Linked DNA regions of Sus scrofa: regions 2 and 3 are each linked to region 1. A link is a contact called in public HiChIP or PLAC-seq and promoter capture Hi-C data. All regions are on one chromosome and are shown on one strand. Each heading gives the region's core, a stretch centred on a gene start, on an enhancer-like site or on the middle of the called end of the contact. The rest is flanking DNA. Distances are from core to core; before and after follow the strand shown. Region 1 holds the start of GOT2 (glutamic-oxaloacetic transaminase 2). Region 2 holds the start of GINS3 (GINS complex subunit 3). Region 3 holds the start of CCDC113 (coiled-coil domain containing 113).

Evidence for each region. Promoter capture Hi-C pulls out the DNA fragments that hold promoters and counts their contacts. HiChIP or PLAC-seq counts read pairs in DNA pulled down with a chosen protein or histone mark.
Region 2: a contact with region 1 is called in a promoter capture Hi-C map of fetal liver, with 2.8 times the contacts expected there. The contact joins the promoter of GINS3 here to the promoter of GOT2 in region 1. A contact is called at or near these places in 2 of 5 promoter capture datasets (fetal liver and liver), 1 of 47 Hi-C or Micro-C datasets (skeletal muscle) and 1 of 2 datasets of contacts at active chromatin or transcription factors (alveolar macrophages).
Region 3: an H3K27ac HiChIP or PLAC-seq map of alveolar macrophages shows a contact between it and region 1. The contact joins the promoter of CCDC113 here to the promoter of GOT2 in region 1. A contact is called at or near these places in 1 of 5 promoter capture datasets (fetal skeletal muscle) and 1 of 2 datasets of contacts at active chromatin or transcription factors (alveolar macrophages).

The regions. Positions count from the first base shown.
Region 1 is chr6:20,430,561-20,433,260 of Sscrofa11.1, forward strand. GOT2 (glutamic-oxaloacetic transaminase 2) reads right to left here and starts at 1,289. Exons shown (of 10, transcript NM_213928.1): 1 at 1,176-1,289. The coding sequence starts at 1,264.
Region 2 is chr6:20,161,308-20,164,007 of Sscrofa11.1, forward strand. GINS3 (GINS complex subunit 3) reads left to right here and starts at 1,389. Exons shown (of 3, transcript NM_001244332.1): 1 at 1,389-1,713. The coding sequence starts at 1,528.
Region 3 is chr6:20,051,395-20,054,094 of Sscrofa11.1, forward strand. It overlaps CCDC113 (coiled-coil domain containing 113), which reads left to right and starts at 1,287. Exons shown (of 9, transcript NM_001244688.1): 1 at 1,287-1,477. The coding sequence starts at 1,377.

The DNA.
Region 1 (2,700 bases), core at 39-2,538:
CTGTTCTGCTGACTTAAAGACATGGTCAATGAAAGGCCAAGACGTGTAGGAGAGGTCAAGGCTTTGCTCTTTGGAGTTAATATCTGATTGGGGTGGTATAAAGACTCGGTTCCTGATTAGGTAGTAATTAGGGGCACCGTCCCAAATCGGATTTTTGAGTCAATTAAATAGCCTGGCTTAGGTCTCTCCACTAGGAAGGGATTACTACCTTGTTTAATGCTCTGTAACCTTTTCTCCGCCAACACATCACACAGTTTGAAATTACATATTTGTAATTTTTTGAATGACACCGGTCCTTCCCTCAGGTGTTGACCGCTGAATCTAGCACAAGCTATCTATCTGATCCAGTGCATGGCTCTGTGAAACTCTCACTAAACGAAAAAGCAGAGCGAGAAGGAGGGGGAAGAAAAGCAACGTCCCTACCGCCAGATCTCCTAAGGGATAAAATAAAAATAATTAGAACAAAGGTGGGGGGGCACTACACCCTGACTCTTCCATCCAAAGGCCAAAGGGCCGGGCTGGGGAGATCACTGGTGAGCCAGGCCGCCACACTGGCCGGAGGATGCCGCGCGCCAAGGTCACAGGACGCAGAATGTGTAGACAGGCCCGAAAGCCGGGAGCTCCAGGAACCTTCCTCCCTTCAGCTTCCTTCCCCCGACACACAACCGTGCCACCCGCCGCCCTTTTAACTCCTCTGGGCTGGAGGGAGGCCAAGACAGGGCAGCGGGTCAAGGGCACAAGCGGTCATCACAGCCAATCGGCGCGAGACTATCCCTGCGCCGCAGCCAATCCGCGCGAGGCCAGCTCGGAGCCACGGGCCGGGTGCTCTCCCCTTGCCTTCTACCCCGACAGCGCCTAATCTGCGTGTCTTGACCCCCCAACCTTGAATGGGAGTCCGGGTGCCGTAGAGGGCCACACTTCCTAACCCAGGGGAACGCGTTGGAATGCTCTCCTACGGTCCAAGGGGCACGGGCCGGGAGGGATGTAGGACCGGTTGGTCGGGTCATTGAGAGGCGCAGACGCTCAATCCTCAGCCCCCAGCAAAGCAGGCGGTAGCAGAGAAAGTTTGTGTGTGTGGGTGCACGCGTGTGCTTTGATGGCAGGTTAGATGTCCTGAGGTGCCAGCAGCTCGGCTGGGCAGGCCCGTCGCCCTGGTTCCTCTCTTCCCTGCTTACCTGGCTCTGGCAGATGCTGCAGCAGCGAGGCCTGGGTGGAAGGCGGAGGCGACTCCGGACAGGACGCGGCCGGAGTGCAGCAGGGCCATGGTGGGCGGCAAGAGAGCAGTGGGTAGCTGCAGGACGGAGCGGAGATGCCAGGCGGGCGGACACGGAGGCGCCGGCTCCTGCTGAAGGTAAGGACAGCTAACTCCCTGGGCGAGGCTAGAGCGGCCGCCCTCCAGGCCCTAAAGCGCGTCACAGCGCACCCTGGCGGCCGGAGCGGAACGGCTTGGCCTCGGTGCGGCCTGGAGTCCGCCCGCCAGGGAGTCTGCACCGCCGGGCCACGTGGTCTCGGAGAACGGTGACTGCGCAGTTTAATCGCAGTTCGCAGCGCTGGACGAGCATCAGTCATCTAGTCACGACGGACCAGACTGAAGAGATAGCTGCTATTATGCCAGTTTGAAAGATGGAAAAAGGTAGGCTGACGTAGGTGAAGTAATTTGCCTAAGGCCATAAAGCCTGTCACCTAGTGGCCGATGTTAAATCTTTAGCCAGATATTTTCCTAAATGCGAATCACCTCACCTTCTTCCTAAATGTTTTCTAATCTCTGCTGCGGAGAAGATAACATGCCTTGTCTCTCGGGAGCACTTGTGAGGATTAAGTGAGATTAGCCGCTTATGTCTAAAAACAGGCCTGGTTTACTAGGCACGAAACAAACCGTGGTTATTAATGACAAACTTGTTTTGCCAAGTCCTTGCAGTTGTGTGTGGAAGGGAATTAATCATTCTGAAAGGAAAAAGCGAGTGAATTTGTGACCTCAGAAGTTGAGCGATTTACACAGGTCCACTCAAAACAATGCCGGTTTCTCTGACCCTCTTCTCTAAAACCCAAGTAGAACCCTGTCCCCTGTTGCCTGAATGAATCAGTGTAGATGCCTCTCTGGGGTCACATTTTAGGCGCTTCCCAGTCCAGCCCCAACTTATTGCCTCAGACTCTTCTGCACTCTCTCAGACCTCAGCCTATGCCCCGACCTGCCATGACTTCAGTTCCACCACTGTGTTAGTTTGCTACCAGCGCCGCAGTGACAGATTACTACAACCTGATGGCTTAAAACTACAGAAACTTATTCTTTCACAAATTTATTCTAGATACCAGAAGTCCAAAATCAAGGCAGGGTTCATTCCTTCTGGAGTCTCTGGGACAGAATCTGTCCCTTGTGTTTCTCCTAGCTTCTGGCAGTTGCCAGCAGTCTTGTTGTTCCCTGGCTTGTTGACATCTCACTGGAGCTGAATGGCGTCTCACTTGAGGCATCTCATCTCTGCCTCTACATTTGGTGTTCTCTCCCTGTGTCTCTCTTCTTACACAGATGCTGATAATATTGGGTCAGGCACCACCTTAATGGCTTCGTCTTAACTTGCTGACCTCTGCAAAGACCCCACTTGCAAATAAGTCACATTCATAGGAACAGGGGGCTAGAACTTCACCATATCTTATTTTGGAGGATGCATTTCAACCCATAGCAATCACTATCCCTAGGACCTA
Region 2 (2,700 bases), core at 139-2,638, 270 kb before region 1:
TTACAGAGATCACTGAGTGATGACAGAGTGGTCTGTGCCACTGAAAGAAGTTTCAATGCTCACCCTTCCCAAGAGAAAGGAGCATATCATGTCATGTAGGGTCACACAGGGAAGTACCTGACGGGCCTGTCAGGAGGCAGAAGGAGGGAGGGGAGGACACCCCTTTACTGAAGGACCCTGAAAACACTCCCAGAGCCTTTACTGTGGTTTCTGTGGGAAGAAATGGGTGAAGCAGAGTAGGCAGGTTTAAACAAATTTAGGATTGGATAGTTTGAATAAGGCTGGTCTCCAACTGTCCAGTTCTTGGCCCTGGGGTGATTTAGGGCGGGGAAATACTGGTTTGGTATGTGGGAGTTAGATAAAGGCTTGGGATATGGGCTCTGGATCAGTTAGTTTGTACACGGAAGGCATGTTCACAGGCAAGTTGTTTGCGACTCTAGGAATTAGCTCACCCTGGGAGGAACAGTTCCTACCCAAGCTGCAAGGCCCCAAGATATCAAAGCCTCATAAAGGACAGAAAATAAAAAACATGATGAATACACATTCCTTTTCCATGAACCCTCTGCTCATGGCTCTATAGCCCAGAATGTCCTTCTTTATGAAGTAAGTTTTGTAGTGCCTCTCTCAACACTGCCACCATCCATAGCCCTGACTAACGCCCCCAAGTCTGGTACCACATCCCCTTCCCACCAGACCAGTGATGGCACATGACTGGCACCCAATCTATGGAATGTCTTGCCACCTATGACCATTGTGGCCTGCCTCAAAAAGAGATGAACTGCCCATTAGATTTCTTCTTTTAAGGATTTAAAATAAAAGCCACAAATGGAGTTAGCCGTTGATGGTAAGGTGAACTGGGAGGTCCTGACATAGACTCAGGACCTCTGCAAGCCACGTGCGCTCCTCCACCACCACCCCCCCATCTACCCTACTATACCTCCTCCGAAAAGTCTGTAATAACTGTCAGGGGCTAGTGTTAGAGTGTTGCTTTGTTTTTAATGTTTCAAGATTAACAGAGATTCTCAGAGACTGACAAACTGTAATAATTAAGCCAGACTGGATCAGGCCTGAGAGGAAGGGCGCAATGGTCTTTTTTAAGCCCCTAAATGTACTGCAAAGTGTTTTTAATTTCATGTAAACATTTAAAAGACCACATAACTCAGTCTAGTGCAGACGCTTCCTGCAGCTTCAACGGCATTTCCTGCTTCTCTTTGAAGTTCTCACCCTGGGCTACACTGCGGGAAGAAAACTTAGTGCGGATCCACCTACTGCGCCCTTACCAAGGAGTTGCGCAAAACCAAATCCGCAGATTTTGTCGATTGCTTCTTCCTGGGAAGACCCGCCTAGATCGACTGCTTCTGTCTGGCCCAACCCCGGGCGCGGGAAAAGAGTTTGAATCCTACCAGGTGGCCGCAAGGACCTCCTCAACCTTCAAAATCCTGACCAGCCTCAGCCACCGCCACCTCCTCCTCCTTCTACATCCCTGACTCCCCGAGGTCTCCAGAACAACGAGAGTGGACCGCCGCCATGTCCGAGGCTTATTTCCGGGTGGAGTCGGGTGCGCTGGGGCCTGAGGAGAACTTTCTTTCCCTGGACGATATCCTGATGTCCCACGAAAAGCTCCCGGTGCGCACTGAGATCCCCATGCCGCGCCTCGGCACTTTCTTCCTGGACCGGAGCGGAGGGGCCGAGACAGACAACACAATCCCTCAGGTAAGCCTTTGGCGCGGATCCCCTAACCAAAAGACTACCACTCCCAGTGGGCCTTACGGCCCTGGGGCCGCATGACCGGGCGCGCTGCCTCCTGGGATCTGTAGTTTTAAGGAGGGGCCCGGAAGTGCGCTAAAGGAGTTCTGTCCGCCGATTCCCCGCGCTCTAGAGTCCTTCTCCCCACCTACTCTCCGCGACCCTTACGGAAACGAAATTTACACTGAGTCGTTGAGCTCCCTCCCACACTCAGTTTTGAAACCAACCAAATTTAGCAGTGTCTTCTCTCCCCGGCATGTGTTCTTGCTTTAGAATTGGCACCGACTGAATACTTGAGGACCAATGGTTCTGACCACTTTTGCCTTAAAACAAAAGTTTTTGCTTCTGTAGGAGCAAATAATATCGGGGAGCCCCAAGTTGCTAATTTCATTCCTGCATAACGATGACAGTATCACCTACCATTTACTGAGTTTTATTGCCAGCATGGATAGGGCAGGGGGAGTATAGTTTTCCGTGTATTAGCCTTTAATTTTTCAACAACCCTACTGTTAAGTGTTGTTACATGGGAGGAAATTGAAGCTCAGAAAGGTTGGGTAACTTGGCCAGGGACTCATTATAAGCGGTGAGCTTGGATTCGAACCTAAGACTGCATGACTTCAAATACGAGTTTGTCCCAGGAACTTGGCTTGTAATGGTTATTTTTGATTTCCTATTTAACCTGAGTTTTGTTTAGAAGGGTGTTTTTGTTTGGTCTGTTTTAATTTTTTTCAAAGTAGGACATATGCAAAGTTTAAAAAGTCAATAGTACCAAAAGATTTATAACAAAACATAGCAGGCCTTGCCTTGCTATGTCCCTTCCCATCTCCACAGTCTATGTTTTTCAGAGTTTCTTCAAGATTCACCTCCGTGTTTCTAAATAATGTTTTAAAGTTTATCTTCTTTGTAAAAAAGAATTTAGACATTCTTTATTGACGGAAAACTCAATATGATAGT
Region 3 (2,700 bases), core at 37-2,536, 380 kb before region 1:
TTGCACCAGAGCCAGACCTGCTTCAGAGCTCTTTCTTGCTTTGGGCCCTCTTGAGGCTGGTTCCCATTTGCATTACGTGTTATGTGAGTATATTAACCATTGGTCCCAGAGCCCATCCCAAGAGCCCTAGCAGCAGAGAGAAGAGAAGGGTAGTAGGGCTCAGCCTCCCTGCTTTCATCTCTAGTAACTCTGGCTCTAAACTTGTTCATCCTAAGCCTCAAAACCAAAGTCCTTTGGAGTTCTGTGACTATGTGTTGATGCTCACAGGCGTCTCTTGGGAGGCAGGGAGGGTCAGGGAGTGGCTGACCCTCATTCTAAGCAGTTTAACACGGCCTGCTTTCTAACCACATCCAGGCCTACCCTCCCTCAAAGAAGTCTGCCCACCCTCCCTCAAAGAAGTCTGCCCATCCTTCTCTCTGTCCTCCTCCGTCCTGGTGGGAGCAGACAGACAGATACCTTGCTGCCTTGCAGATCCTTGCCATGATGTACATCAGTTTAGAAGTCAACAGCCTGGATTTAGGTTTAGCTGGAGGGTAACTCCATTCCTGGGTGGCTGTGGGCCACTCATCTAACTCTATTCCTCAATTTCCTGATCTGTAAGAGGAAGATAATAATACCAATTTCATAAGATTGTTTTGAGGATTAAATGAATTGATCATTATGAAAAGATATTACCATAATCACTCCAGATTGCAACAGCTGGTTTGGGGGCTATTTCTTCATTTAACTAGAAGCTCCTTGAAAGCCAGAATGGTCTGCTTCCACACCTTCTTCCAGGATTCTCAAAACATAGTACATAATGTCAATTTACAAATGTCTCTTGAATTTATACCCATTAAATAATCAGCTAAGTTTTTTTCCTTCCAGGAATACAGATTATTGGCATTCCAGAGAAACTGCAGTTAGTATGTATGAAGCCCGGGGTGGTAAGCAGAGTAGAGGCCTCACAGAGAGGTAAGATAAAGAAGACACCCCCACAAATCGAACTTTCTGATTCTGTTTCCTTATTTGGAGAATACATAAAGAAAAGAATAGATACTATAACAAGTGTTGCAAGGATTTTCATAAACTCTGCTTAACACGATGCCAAGAGCACAGTAAGCGCTGAGCGAACCGTAGCTCATTTTAAAAATCATGACAGTAAAAGTAAACCGTGAAGGTGCCTAGGTGTCCACCCAAGGTCAGCTATCACGTTCCCGGAAGCGAGGAGTTGGGCTGGGATCGATGGGCGAGGCCTCAGGAAGCCCCGCCTCCTCACGCATGCGTCCGGGTCGCCCTGGCAACCTACTGCTTGGTCGCAGCCCGAGTGACGCGTGGGTTCTCGCACCCGGCGCCCTTGGTCACCCTTGGCTTTGGCAAGGGTAGCTTCTGCAGTGATGACGGATGAGGACTCTGAGACCTCTGCCTCCGAGGCGCAGGCCCAGGACGAGAACGAGCTACCTATTATCCAGCTCTGCGGGCTGGTGGAAGAGCTCAGGTACCAGCCAGCCGGCCTCTGGGGGCGGTCCCTCCTCAGAGTGTGAGGTCGAAACTCGGTCCAGCACCGAGATAATCGAAGTCCGAAGTGAACTCTGAGGAAACTGAGACCCCCACCCCCAGCCCAAAAAGTGGGGAAGGCGTTTACCTTTGCTCTTTATTCCTATATCTCCACCGCCACGGAGCTAAGAAGCCACTGATGGAGCCAAAACAGAAACTGGTGCGAAGCCCAGAACCTAATTGGTGAAGCCAGAGCTTCAGCCTGGTGCCACACCGTGCTTAGCCGCTTCTCTACTGTGCGGTGGCAGGTTGGACCGCGTGACCTCTAAACCCCTTTCCAGTGCTAAGATTCTATGATTAAATTAATGTGGCAGACGATAGAAAAGAAGCTATTGAGATGTTTTTAGTATGAGGCAACTTACACCTGAACCAGAGTATAAGCGTGGAGGTCGACAGCAAAGACGGAGTAGCCTAATGTTCTGTAATTTTAGCAGTGTGTTTTGTATCTACTATAACAAATATATTGGATATCAAGATTCCATGATGCAGTTGAGGTTAATTGTACAACTTTTTGGAAGAATATCCTGACCTGGCAGCAGAATAGATGTTATTTCTATATGTTAATAAATAGCTTAGGTCAGAACTGAGGTATTATTACTAAAATAGCTACAATCTTTTGAGTGCTTATTATGTGCCAAGTATTTTGCATATATAGTCTTGTATAATGGCACAGGAACCCTAAGAAGTGGGTGAGGAAACAGACACAGAAGTTGTCACTTTCCTAAGGTCACACAGCTAGTCAGTGCTAGTGCTAGGATTAAGACTCAGGTGGGAACACTACATGCTGAAAAAGAAAATTGCTTTGATATTTCCATTGAACGTTTCCCACTAAGCTTAAAATTCAGCCAAATAGGAATTAGCTCAATGATGTATGAAAATATCAAAGCTGTTCTCTCCCTTATATATACATTTACAAACATATGTATGTATTATACACACTCATATGTATGAATGTTATATAAATTAAAAGGGTCATAATCTTGGCACATACAGAATAAACTAGGTTTGTCTCTCTAGTTGTTTAAAAACCATCTATACAAAGCTTTCCCACCATTTATAATAAACTTCTAGTGGATCCACTGGGTTCTGGAAATAAAAGAGCTGAGGAATTTAAACCAAAGGAAACATCTGAAGATTGTGGTTATATGTACCTTCAAAAACAGA